2 separate regions of the Mus musculus genome follow, and region 1 is linked to region 2. Evidence: chromatin contacts called from public HiChIP or PLAC-seq data. All regions are on one chromosome and are shown on one strand. The core of a region is the stretch at or near the end of the contact, and the rest is flanking DNA. Distances in the headings are between cores, read along the strand shown.

Region 1 (7,046 bases), core at 1,153-3,652, 180 kb after region 2:
GTTTTGTGTCAACTTGACACAAGCTGGGGTTATCACAGAGAAAGGAGCTTCAGTTGGGGAAATGCCTCCATGAGATCCAACTGTAAGGCATTTTCTCAATTAGTGATCAAGGGGGGGAGGTCCCCTTGTGGGTGGTGCCATCTCTGGGCTGATAGTCTTGGTTCTATAAGAGAGCAGCCTGAGCAAGCCAGGGGAAGCAAGCCAGTAAGAAACATCCCTCCACGGCCTCTGCATCAGCTCCTGATTTTTGATTTGCTTGAGTTCCAGTCCTGACTTCCTTGGTGATGAACAGCAATGTAGAAGTGTAAGCTGAATAAACCCTTTCCTCCCCAACTGCTTCTTGGTCATAAGTATTTGTGCAGGAATAGAAACCCTAAGACAGTGGCCAAGGATGTTGGCACTGGCGAGATTCCTGGCAACGGGGACACAGGCTCCCATCCTCTGCTTGTGATAACCTCCTCGGAACTGCTCAGGTCCACAGCGCTCAACTCCCACATCCCTCAAGCCCCAGCCCTGTGCAGCCTAGGAGGCCTTCATGTGTGGCTTTCCTGCAGCTGCTCACACTATGGAGGGCCCCAGCTGGTGTTTCTCGAGGCCATGAACCACTAGGCACTGAAGGTGTACCAGGCACACCAGCTGGGCTCCTTGCTGCAACCCCCACACTCCACTCAGCATGGTGATTCTCTGACTTGACCCTTTGGCCTCCACCACAGTTTTGCTCTGAGGGTGCAGAGCCTGGGCTTAAGGAAAAAATATCAACCCCTCTTCTAGTGTGTACCATTGTTGAACCCCCTCCCTTTGTCTTGGATGTCCTTCCACTTCTTAAGAGAAGTTAGATCCAAGCTTAGGATGAGTGTGTGGGGTCTAGCCTAGATTCTCCAGAGAACCTGATCTGCCTTTGTCTAACCTAAGGAGCTCTCTCACTTACCTACCATTGGGCTCTGGATCCGTAATCTGAAGCTGCGGTCATGTTCCTGAAATTCCATGTTTAATATTCAGGGAACCAGGACACGCATTCTTTTCCCAGGGGCCAGGTTCACACTGTCCAGGGAGAAGCCACAGAACCCATTGCTCTGCAGCTCTCCTGCAGCAGCTCGCAGCTCTCCAATGCAGCTCTGCAGCTCTCCAATGCAGTGGGTTTTGCTAAGCTCCCTGTGCAACAACTGTCTCCCACCAGACCATGGCCCTCAAGTGCAGAGCAATTTGCTTTCCTTGGGCTCCAGTATTTGATTAGAAGGCCAGAATGGGGTCTTTGGGTCACTCTTTCTTATATTGAAGCTGGCCTTGTGATACACATGGCTCTTGGAGAGGACAGGCCAGTGGTCCATGGGTGGCAGTGGCAACCTGGTCTCTTGGACATGAAATCTGTGACCCACTACTAGCTACCCCTGAACAGTTTTGGTCAGACTAGCTTCCATTTCAGGCACTAAGTCTGAGGGCAAGAGGGCAGTTGACTATTAGAACCCGTACTCTGCAAAATTTCTACCCCTAACTTCCAGAGTGATGTGGCCTAAGACGGCTCTGGGTTAGGGGGTACAGACCCACTAAGTCCTTGCTCTCATATGGCAGGAAGGAAACCAGAGAGACTTCTGCTTTCTAGTTCCTGTCCCAGAGGTTTGAACTGGCCAGAGCACAGACTGAGCGCTCACATCTAATCTGGGCCTCCTGAACCCTGAAGGGCAATGAGATCCACATCCCCTACAACTCTGGGGACCCCAGGCCAGGTCTTGGCAGCAGAGCAGGAAGAAGGGATTTCTCCAAAAAGATGAAAGTCTGACACACCAGAGAATGGGTAGCAGTGGCAGCTCATTTCTAACCAGGGCTCCACATGTGATCTGAGATTTGGGGATGGCAGAGGGGAGTAATAACTATCAGCACCCCCCAACAGCCTAAAGTACACAAAGCTAAAGGCAAATGCAGACACTGGTGTGTGCTTGTTTCTATGTGTGCATGCATGCGTGTGGAGGGCAAAGGCAACCTCTAGGTTGTGAATCCCTGGTTACCACTCACCTGGGATTTCTGAGACAGAATCTCTCACTGAGACCTCATGCTAGGCTTCCTAGCTAGTGAGCCCCAGAGATCACCTGTCCTTTCCTCCCTAGAGTTAGGATTACAAGCACAACCCGCCACACCCAGCTTTTAATGTGTGTGTTCTTGGGATCAAACTCTGGTCCTTAAGGTTGTGCAGCAAGCACTTGACATCTGAGTTACCTTCCCGGCCCTGAAAAGGATTCCACGCTTTAGTAATTGTTGGGTATCGTAGAGCATGCCTGTCCTCTCAGACTCTGAGAAGAGCAGGCAGGAAGATCGGGAGTTCAGGACCATCCTTGACTACACAGTGAGTTCCAGGACAGCCCGAGCTACAGGAGCCTGTTGTGGATGGCCCTGGTGATGCCTGGATTTTGATGCTAATTCTGCTTTCCTTGATGGAGCTGTCTGGAATGAGGAATGAGTCATGTACTCAGGTGACTTCTTGTGAACCTTCCCCCAATGAATAAAGGGACCAATCACTGGGCAAGTAGGCGGTACTTCCGGGTTGAACTAAGAGAAGCAGGAGAGAGTTAGGGTCTTTTTGGACCAGGAAAGCGAGAGGGTAAGATGTAGCTACTAGTGTCTCCTGGCTTATATGGCAAATCCTGGTGGATTCACCGCCAGAGGATTTAGATTTTATATGGCTTACAAGATTCGGATTTTAGTTGTTATGCCCAGAGATTGAGTTACCATTGTTTCTGAACTAAGTTTGTGTGGCATTTTCCTTCACACAGCATTTCGACTGGGTTCAAGAGAGAAAGGTATGGTGCCAAAGCATGGGTTTGCCAGATGTGCACCACAAAGGCTGTGGGGGTTTTGAAGCATGGGGCTGGCATGACATCGACCGGCCAAGGCTGTATATTCTGTAATAAACAGAGGCTTTCCCCCACTTTCTCCTCTATAAGTTTTAGTGTTCCTGGTTTTATGTGGAGTTCCTTGATCCACTTAGACTTGAGCTTTGTACAAGGAGATAAGAATGGATCAATTCATATTCTTCTACATGATAACCACCAGTTGTGTCAGCACTGACAACACCTCATTCTTGAATTCAAAAAAGAAATTGACCATCTTACATCCAGGTGAGGTTGTACAATTACTGTCCAGAAAAAGGACACACTTCGGAATAGTTGATTATCTCTGCCAAGACAGAGTAATCAATCCTTCATAATTCTGCATTACAAAAGTCTGTAAGCTGTTCCTGGGCCAAACAGCCATAGACTTATGCTCCAACGTGTTGAGAAACAGGGGACTGTGTAGGTAGGCAGGCATCTCTACAATTTGTTTCAGTATTGGAAGCTGTGTTCCTATATTTTCAGGTAAATTTTATGTTGCTCTTGGAATTCTGGCAGGATTGAAGACTTACCATACTTTTAACCAACCTAAGCTATTCAGAATTAAGAGAATATATATTATGTGAGAAGATGGTTTTCAGATAGTATACAAGACAAACAAGGACCTAACAGGTGTAGAATTATAAGCCTTTTTAAGTTAGGATAGATGGCAGAGTGCTTTATTTAATTGACAAAAATGGACAGGTGTTGGGTGTATCTTATACTTAATAAATTAAAGAATGGTAATAGTTGTTCTCAATTTATATCTGAGAGAAAAAGCCTTTTAATTGGACAAAAAGAAGGAAATGTAGATTGCTGAATGTAAGCAGGTGAGGTCAATGAAATCTTAGTCAGATAAGGCTGGAGACTCTGATTGGGCAGTGGAAAAAGAAGGCAGAACCGAAAAGTTTTATAGAGGGGATAGACAGAGGAGAGAGACAGAGATAAGATGCAACATATAGATGATGATAAACTGGATCCACCTGGCCTGAAATAGCCATAGGTAGCTATGGATATCATAGAAGAGCAATAGAGTAGGGCACATTTGAACTATTCTAGATGTGCAGCTTATATCAATATCAATTGAGTTTTGAGTTCTTTGTGTGGGCATTTTGGGAGTTAAGGATTTACTATTATAAATCTGGCTGGTAAATTATAAGCCTCTGGAGTTTTCATTTTACGGAGTTAGCAGGACGCAGATGGCCTGGGAAGATACGAGCAATTTGGCAGCAGCAAACCTGGGAAGACCATGGCTTGTGGCTCCCAGTGAGGGAGGGGAGACAGCATTGTAGGGGTGTATCCTGCAATAGCCTGGATTGTTTTAAATTATTACACGCTACAGGGTTACAGAGAGAAAGGGGGAGGGAAGGAGGGAGAGAGAGGGAAGCAGGGACACACACAGAGACAGAGAGACACAGAGAGAGACAGGCTGCCTGTACAGCTGAGGCCCCAGCTTTCCAAATAAAAGGGATTATTTCCAACAAGGCTAATGGTGGCTGCATGAGCAAAAGCCATCTGTGTTTGTGTGCATGTGCATGTGTGTAGGTGTACATGTGAACACCTACATGTGTGTGGCTTCTTCCATCATAAAAGTCTGTCTTCCTGTGCCTCAGGATCTTGCTTTCCTCTCTGGGTTCCCTGTTTCTGGCTCTTTCTCCATCATGGTTTGCTCACCTATCCCAGTTTTTTATCCTTATCAGGCCTAGTTTGTTTTCTGTGTCTGATGCTCCAGCAAGCAAAGAGGTATTTCCTTTCTAACTTTGTCCTTGGTCACTTTTGAGTCTCATATCAGTCTTAGTAGCACAAGAAAGGGCTCAGGTGGTAAAACGCTTGTCGCTCAAACATTAAGACCTGAGTTCAGGTCTCTAACAGTCTTGTAAAAAGCTGGGTGCAGTGGCACAAGTCTGTAATTCCAGTGCTGAGGAGGTAAAGACAGGAAGAACTCTGTTCAGCCAGTGTAGCTGAATTGGTGAGCTTTAGGTTCACTGAGAGACTCTATGTCAAAAAATGTGAAAGGAAGATACCTGACTTTAACTTCTGATCTCCACATATATGTATACATATATATGTGTATGTGTGCATTTATATGTGGGTGCATTTATAAATAAATGTACATGTATATATATATATATATATTCCATAAACCACACACACAATACATGCACACACACACAGAAACACCTAATTCTCTTCCAGAAAACAATGCATTGTGCTGTCCAGTTGCATGGGGTTCTCTCTGGTAGCCACTCACTCACCTTTCAGAAAATCTCAGGAAATGTCTTTGGTATCCTGAGTCTAGTTAAATGTTATATAAAAAAAACACCAACCCCCTTCCAGTCTGGGCCAGTGTCCTGAACAGACCTTGGGCATGAACTCCATAGCCAGTCCCACAACATCCAGAGGAAGATCCACTCCCAGGCACTCTAACACTCCCAGGATCATAGGATCAGAAGTGAGGAGGACACAACACTTACCCCAACACCAGAAGAAACTGGGACCAGTGAGACCAGGAACTCCACCTGACAAGTGGCACGGGTTCCTTCCTGTCTGGGCTCGTGCCCTGAGCAGACCTTGGACACAAACTCTGCAGCCAGTCCCACAATACTCAGAGGAAGCTCCACTCCCAGGTGCTCTAATACACCCAGGTCCAAAAGATAACAGGATCCCAGGAGCTTGGACACACCAGGATCTCAGGGCCCCAGAGACAGCTTTACACCCAGCTCTGACACACCTAAGATCTCAGGATCCCAGAATCACAGGATCACAAAGACAGGTGGACTCTGAAGGAGGTCTGACACAACCAGAATCACAGGAAGGACAGGCTCCAGTCAGATATAGCAAAAGCAGGTAGCACTAGAGATAGGCAGATGTCGGGAGGCAAGTTAAGAACATAAGCAACAGAAACCAAGGTTACTTGACATCAGAACCTAATTCTCCCACCAGAGCAAGCCTGGATACACCATCACACTGGAAAAGCAAGATTCAGATCTAAAGTCACTTCTCATGATAGAGATAGAGGACTTTAAGAAGGACATAAATAACTCCCTTAAAGAAATACTGGAAAACACAGGTAAACAGCTAGAAGTCCTTTAAGAGGAAACACAAAAAGTCCCTTAAAGAATTACAGGAAATAACAAATAGGTAAAGGAAGTGAACAAAACCATCCAAGATCTAAAAATGGAAATAGAAACAATGAAGAAATCAGAAAGGGAGACAGCCTTGGAGTTAGAAAACCCAGGAAAGGGATCAGGAGTCATAGATGCAAGCATCACCAACAGAATACAAGAGATAGAAAAGAGAATCTCAAGTGCAAAAGATACCATAGAAAACATTTGACACAAAAGTCAAAGAAAATGCAAAAAGCAAAACTCTAACCCAAAACATCTAGAAAATCTAGGACACAATGAGAAGACCAAACCTAAGGACAATAGAGAGTGAAGATTCCCAACTCAAAGGACCAGTAAATATTTTCAACAAAATTGTAGAAGAAAACTTCTCTAACCTAAAGAAAAAGATGCCCATGAACATACAAGAAGCCTACAGAACTCCAAATAGACTAGACTAGAAAAGAAATTCCTCCCATCACATAATAATCAAAACACCAAATGCACTAAACAAAGAAAGAATATTAAAAGGGAAAAAGGTCAAGTAACATATAAAGGCAGACTTCTCACCAGAGACTATGAAAGCCAGAAGATACTGGGAAGATGTCATACAGACCCTGAAAGAACACAAATGTCAGCCTAGGCTACTATACCCAGCAAAACTCTCAATCACCATAGATGGAGAAACCAAGATATTCCATGACAAAACCAAATTTACACAATACCTTTCCACAAATCCAGCCCTAGAAAGGATAATAGATGGAAAACACCAACACAAGGAGGAAAACTACACCCTAGAAAAAGCAAGAAAGTAATCTTTCAACAAACCCAAAAGAAAATAGCCACACAGACATAATTCCACCTCTAACAACAAAAATAACAGGAAGTAACAATCACTTTTTCTTACTATCTCTTAACATCAATGGACTCAATTCCCCAAAAAAGACATAGACTAACAGACTGGATATGTAAACAGGACCCAGCATTTTGCTCCATACAGAAAACACACCTCAGTGACAAAGGCAGACACTACCTCAGAAAAATTTCCAATTTTCCAAGCAAATGGTCCCAAGAAACAAGC
Region 2 (6,612 bases), core at 1,068-3,567:
CCAAAACTCTGAAGCAACCAAAATGACAAACTACAGAACATTCATGAAATAAACTATTCTTCAAAATAAAGACAAACAAACAAGAACAAATACAGAGGAGTCATACACGCACACTGCTGAGTGGGGGCCACAGAGGAGTCATACACGCACACTGTTGAGTCGGGGCAACTGTGAAGGGCTTCACACTATATGACAATCTGGAAGAAGCAAAGCAACAGAGGCCAAATACACTGGTTATTAGAGGTTATGAGTATGCCCAAGTAAAGAACACGAGATTTCAGTAAGTGAACTATTCTTCACAGTGCTACAATGATGGACATATGGCACTGAGCAGATCCACACCCCCAATACTGGACAAGGTACATTCTAACAGAAATTATCAACTTAAGTTGGTGATAACTACCAGTTATAACTACTATGCCTCACTAATGTAAGACACTACACTAAGTAAGGGCTGCATGTAACTCAACAGGCCAGCATATGCTCACCATACCTGAAGACTGAGATTTGAGATGCACACGTGTGCGCACACACACACACACACACACACACACACACACAGGAGATGGGGGAAGTCAGGAGAAAGTATGACTAGAGAACAGAGAGCACATATGGAAACTGTGCAGATGATGATGTAAGCAGTTGCTAGGTCCCTGAAAGCAGGCTGGTGGGACCACCTGTACTAACAAAAGGTACTAATAGTAAAGAACTAAAGAACTCCAAAACTAATTTTTTAATGAAGGTAAAATTTCATATAAGAAAATATATCCAAGCTAATAATTTCTATTGTTTTTATTTTAAAGTATAAGACTATGTGTGGCCTGAGGAAGAAGTCTAAAGGCCAATCAAGAAGAATAAAACTAAGGGAACTAAATTTTTAGAAAATTCTAGAACAAGAGTAGTGTTTTTAAAGTTTATAGCTATTAATTACATTAAGCAAGCCACATATTTCTTCCTCTGAAATAGGAAAGGGAGAGTGAGTACAGGGAGGGAGGCTGAGAAAAACAAAAGGAATCTGAGAAAGCTGTTCTGATGACCTCCATCACTCCGAGATTCTGCTGAAAGCTGGAGGTAAATGGGGAGGGTGGGGAGTGACAGGAGCATCACCACCACAGTGGAGAAACAAAGGCCAACAGTGTCACTCATCCTGAAAGCTTCCTTCCATTGCTGCCACGGATGTCACTGCTTGTGCTCTTCCCCTTGAGTAAAACCATCACACTTAAGGGAACAAGAAAGCAATGAAGAGAGAGGAGTTAGCAGATACAACCTTTTCCCACCACAATAGCAAATCTACTAAGCTGACAAGCCATGTTCACACACCTATAAATTAATCAAAACCTTATCAAATTCCTTCCTTGCTTCAGAACCCTTTTGATTACATAGCATAGCAATCTAACTTGAACCTGAGTCCCCACTAACACCTCATAAGCTCATGGCAAACTGCTTCAGTTCATGAAGGCTTCATGCCACTCCTGTTGTCTCTAGCATTTCTAAGATACCGACCATTTACTCTGCTCACATAGCCAAGATACACCCAGAGGAAAGAGAAATGAACCTAAGATTCCAAAGCAACAGCCTGTTTGCGGAAGCTCAACAGTAACATCAGGTAAAAGTAAGCTTATCTCCTCCTTACTCAGTATCCTCGATTCTAAACTCATCAGAGCCATCAATGTATCAAAGTGACAGCTCATGGGAGATGGGGGACATGCACGGCTCAGACTAAGACTGTGGCTTTAACCTGAAAGAGAATGAGAAAAGAAAGGGAATGAGGAAGAAGGTGGGGGAGAAGGAAGAGAGGGGAGGAGAGAAAAGAAAGGAGGTGATAGGGTTAACTTGTATAAGGATAGATGGATTTTTTTTAAGTACTTTTCTTTTCCACGGGGGAATATCAATAGCCTTTTAAGCACTCTCACATTGAAATGTGTATTCTGACAGTCATGTCAGAGCCTGGATAAAAGCCTTTTCATGGAAATCATTAAAAAGAAAAGATCCAGACAAGAGGCCTGTTTTTGTCCAGGAATGAAAGTGGAAACGAATAACCTCAGCAGCTTTAACCGACGGAGGTGCCTTTCATACTGATGCGGCAGATGAAGCAACCGCTGCCCTCTCCGCTTCCCACACCGAGGCGCCTACATTTTCAACCAGCTGCTGTCTAAAACCTTCCAAATAGCACAGGACCTCTGAGGGTAGGATTCAGAGTGAGCACTGGCAAGAGCAGCCATTTGTGATTCAGAGCAAAGGGAATAGAGTGGCCCCAGAAGGATTCCATCAGAGCGGCCCCTCCTGGGCCCCGACTCCCCGCGTGTTAACCAAGGTCTCTCAGCTCTCAGCTCTAAACTGCTGAATCATTTCACCAGGAGCTGTGTGCCTATCTGCTGCTGAGAAACAACAGTCATTCCTCGCTCTGGCCATCATTTCCTTACTTCCCACTGCTAAATGCTCTGCTGGCCATGATCAGGCAGAGGCAGTGACTGACTCTCCCTAGGAAACTGGAAGGTGAGCCAGCCAGCCTCCAAGGTCACTTTATATTTTGGCTCAAACTCTAGGCTCTCAGCAAAAGATGTTTTTTGTTCCTAAAAGACCACAGAGATATTGATATTTCCCTTCCTCAAGTTAACAACTTTTCAAGGTCTCCCCACATGCCACATTTTCAACACTCACTCTCTCTCATTTAGTATCAGGCCTAATCTGTTTGAATGCTTTTCACTTATATATCCCATCAAAATCATTTCTAAATGATTACTAACCGTGCCAAGGGGGAAAAAAAACTTTTATTGATTAGTCCCTGGTCACTTGACGCTGATGAAAACTGCTGTCACAATGATCTTCTGAGACTCCTCAAATGATTTACTGGCTTTAACCATCTTAGGAAGAAGGGTAACACAAAATCCGAAGTTGGTGACAATAAAATAAATCCCAGAGAGCCTGGAGGTTCTCCCGAAAGCTGGTGTTATTCATAGTCTCAACACCACTAAAAACAAAACAAACAAACAAACGAACAAAAACATAACAAACTGTGACTAAACTCTGGTTTCAAATCCTCAAAGACACTTACAAAAATGTTTTTCCTCTCTCTTAAAATTAGGGAAATCATTGAATCCTTCAGAGTCCTTCAGAACACTGCAAAAACAGAATTCCACCGCGATGACAATGAAGACAACTATGCCTGGGCTCCATGCGCCTGGCAGAGTAAACTGCATTATTTGACTTAAGTCTAAGCCTATCTGTTATGGAGATACTTTTGTTACTTTCACCACATTAGAGAAAAATAAATTAGCATATAAAGATCGACTGCCATCCTACATTAAAATTACTGAATTCTGGAATGTGCATTGGGGGAGATCTAGGGTGTAGAGTATGTGTGTGTGTGTGTGTGTGTGTGTGTGTGTGTGTGTGTGTGTGTGTGCCTGTGTGCCTGTGTGCCTGTGTGTTGAGAATAGATATGATAGATTTTACTGTGTTGTCTAGCTTGATTTCAAAGTACCAGGATCAAGTTGTTCCTTCAGCCTCAGCTTCCCAAGTGCCAGGACTACAGGTGTGTACCAAAAAGTGAAAGAAATACTTTAAAACAATCCTGGGTAGGCATCCCTAGTTAATACATTTCCTACAAAGGCCACCTTTGCATAAATTATTCAGAATCAATTGTTAATTCACGTACCCCTCTCATTTCTGAGACAGACCATTAAAACAGAAAGCTCTCTTACTTAATTATTCAATAATAAACATAAAATTCAAGCATCTTTTATTCACCAATGAATCCCATAAAATCTGAAAGTAAAGCACTACTTGTAAAGGTTACAGTTAAGACTCCCCAATTTACACAAAGGAGCACTAAACACTCTGGAGATGTCACAACTTCCAGACACATCTCTGCCCATTCTTACTTGCTTAACTGTCCTCTTAATCTAAAGAAAAAGCATTTTATAAATTTTTGCTAAAATGAATGTATCATAACAACACATGTCAAAAACAATGTGCGTCAAACAACCTCCCTTTCTTGCATTTTAAGGTCAGAGAACATCCAGGATAAGAAGAAATGTTGTTCTCCTTTTGTTTGCTGAGTAAGAAAAGCACTTCTGTAGCATCCAGGCTAAGACAGTAAGGTATGGAGTGTATCATACCCCAAGTAAACGACTCTCGGGAAGGCTAGCTAGTTCATATCTTCTAACAGAAACCATCCAGGGGCTATGGCTATATCTGTAGTGTTAGAGCTCTTGCCTGGCACCTGCAAGGCCTTCAGTTCACTCCCCAATACTTCTCAATCAACCAGTCAGCATGAAAATACACAAGCAAGTAAATTTCTACTCTTCGGTTCTCAGAAAAAAACTGAGGGAAAGTTATTAAATGGATTTTAGTTTCATAACTATATTTTATCTTAACCCAACATCACTGAAGATAGCAATCTTGATACTTATAACCTATATTGAATATATCTAAGAACGCATAACCCATTTCGCCTTATTTGTAATTAGATAAAACAATTACAAAAACAAAAACAAAAACCTTCATCTGAAAACTAAAACCACAAAACCTTATTTGCAATGCATGTACTGCCCTCTAAAGGCCATAAGTGGGATTAATCCAAGAGCAAAAGAAAGGTACCTCAGATGTTCACATTCTGCATTAATTCAACTTATTTTCTAGGCTACCAATAGTGATTATTTTCATTTTCAGCAAAGAAAAGAATCAAACAGGATGGCAAGATGGCAGAGACAGGAATCAGAAATCACTGGCCCGAATAATTAAAAGAAGTCTTAATTCTTTAGTTTTCCATCTCTTCCTGCTACATTTAACCTCATCTCTGCTCAAAGTCATCATAGGCACAAATAAGTATTAAGAATGACAATGTAAACAGTAATCTTTTAAAAATCTGATACTATCACAATAACATTAGGAAATGAATGTTTAACGGGAGACAAACCTCACTCTGCTCAGAGAGAGGGCCTAGAAGCAGTAAGGAGTAATGAGCACTCCCGCCAGCCAGATCTTGGGTTCTGAATATTTTTCAGTACTATATAGACTCCACTGCCATGTAGGATAGAAAATGGCTGTTTCCTAGGCTGGGACAGGTAAACCAACAGTCATGCTTGGAGTATTTAATGGTGTCAGAAATTGAGAAAATGGCTCAAAAAGTACAAAGATAAATGTCCTAGTTAGGTTTCTATTGCTATGATAAAACACCCATTAAAAACAACGTGGTCCAAACCTAGGATACCCAAGATATAAGATACAATTTGCTAAACTCATGAAACTCAAGAAGAATGAAGACTGAAGTGTGGACACTATGCCCCTCCTTAGAATTGGGAACAAAACACCCATGGAAGGAGTTACAGAGACAAAGTTTGGAGCTGAGATGAAAGGATGGACCATGTAGAGACTGCCATATCCAGGGATCCACCCCAGAATCAGCATCCAAACGCTGACACCATTGCATACACTAACAAGATTTTATCGAAAGGACCCAGATGTAGCTGTCTCTTCTGAGACTATGCCGGGGCCTAGCAAACACAGAAGTGGATGCTCACAGTCAGCTAATGGATGGATCACAGGGCTCCCAATGGAGGAGCTAGAGAAATTACCCAAGGAGCTAAAGGGAACTGCAACCCTATAGGTGGAACAACATTATGAACTAACCAGTACCCCGGAGCTCTTGACTCTAGCTGCATATGTATCAAAAGATGGCCTAGTCGGCCATCACTGGAAAGAGAGGCCCATTGGACACGCAAACTTTATATGCCCCAGTACAGGGGAACGCCAGGGCCAAAAAGGGGGAGTGGGTGGGTAGGGGAGTGGGGGTGGGTGGGTATGGGGGACTTTTGGTATAGCATTGGAAATGTAAATGAGCTAAATACCTAATAAAAAATGGAAAAAAAAAAAACAACGTGGTTAGAAAAGGGGGTGTTTTGTTTTGTTTTGTTTTGTTTTGTTTTTTAGCTTATACGTTACCATCCACTATCAAAGAAATCCCTTGGCAGGACCGCAATGCAGAATCATGAAGCAGAAACTACAAACCAATGTTGCTTACTGGCTTGCTACCAATTAATTTAATTTAATTTCTTATACTACCCAGATCCAACTACCAAGGGGCAGCACTGCCCACATTGTGGTACACACACACAGAGCAAAAACCCAGATACATCAAAAAAAAAAATAATAAGTCTTTCTTCAAGAAGTTTAATGCAGAGTGTGGTCTCCTGGTCATCTCCCAGGGGTGTGGTCTCCTGGTCATCTCCCAGGGGTGAGGGAGGAAGCAGGGACATGATGAAGATGAAGCAAAGGAGAAGGGCTTACAGCTACTGATGTCTATCTGGACAGCAAGGCAAAGACTAATTTCATTTCTTGTTTTATCTTTTACGTATGTTATTTATTTGAATGTATTAAGTATTAGAATAAATGAAAAAATACAAATATTAAACTACTTCTAACAGTCCCTCTGTACTGATGGTGCTGTTGTTTTTAATAAATTGTGAATTTACACATCATCTTGAATAAAAGTGGCAATAATTATTAAACTGTTAATCATCTCATTCTGAGTGATATGGGATCATGTACATTTGTTCATTGTACCTTTTAGCATTTATAAAAAAGTAATATAGTTTTACTTTAGAAAAC

The links. HiChIP or PLAC-seq counts read pairs in DNA pulled down with a chosen protein or histone mark.
Region 1: a contact with region 2 is called in an H3K27ac HiChIP or PLAC-seq map of embryonic stem cells, with 2.3 times the contacts expected there. The contact joins two enhancer-like sites. A contact is called at or near these places in 3 of 39 promoter capture datasets (the 3T3-L1 cell line, hippocampal neurons and liver), 3 of 15 datasets of contacts at CTCF or cohesin (embryonic stem cells, pro-B cells and stem cell-derived epiblast-like cells), 91 of 484 Hi-C or Micro-C datasets (the AML12 cell line, the AtT-20 cell line, the C10 cell line and 51 more) and 5 of 115 datasets of contacts at active chromatin or transcription factors (bone marrow-derived dendritic cells and embryonic stem cells).

Annotation. Positions count from the first base shown.
Region 1 is chr6:85,102,874-85,109,919 of GRCm38.p6, forward strand. No RefSeq gene overlaps it. Among named protein-coding and RNA genes, the nearest start is that of Gm52864, 8.0 kb to the right of the region's middle. Within about 2 kb of position 2,403, at least 8 of the 459 cell types and tissues checked have an H3K27ac peak or open chromatin away from gene starts, as enhancers often do. A contact at or near this core is called in differentiating embryonic stem cells, embryonic stem cells and stem cell-derived epiblast-like cells, where this site is marked.
Region 2 is chr6:84,921,709-84,928,320 of GRCm38.p6, forward strand. The region is part of intron 6 of Exoc6b (exocyst complex component 6B); the gene reads right to left. Among named protein-coding and RNA genes, the nearest start is that of Exoc6b, 140 kb to the right of the region's middle. Within about 2 kb of position 2,318, at least 99 of the 459 cell types and tissues checked have an H3K27ac peak or open chromatin away from gene starts, as enhancers often do. A contact at or near this core is called in differentiating embryonic stem cells, embryonic stem cells and stem cell-derived epiblast-like cells, where this site is marked.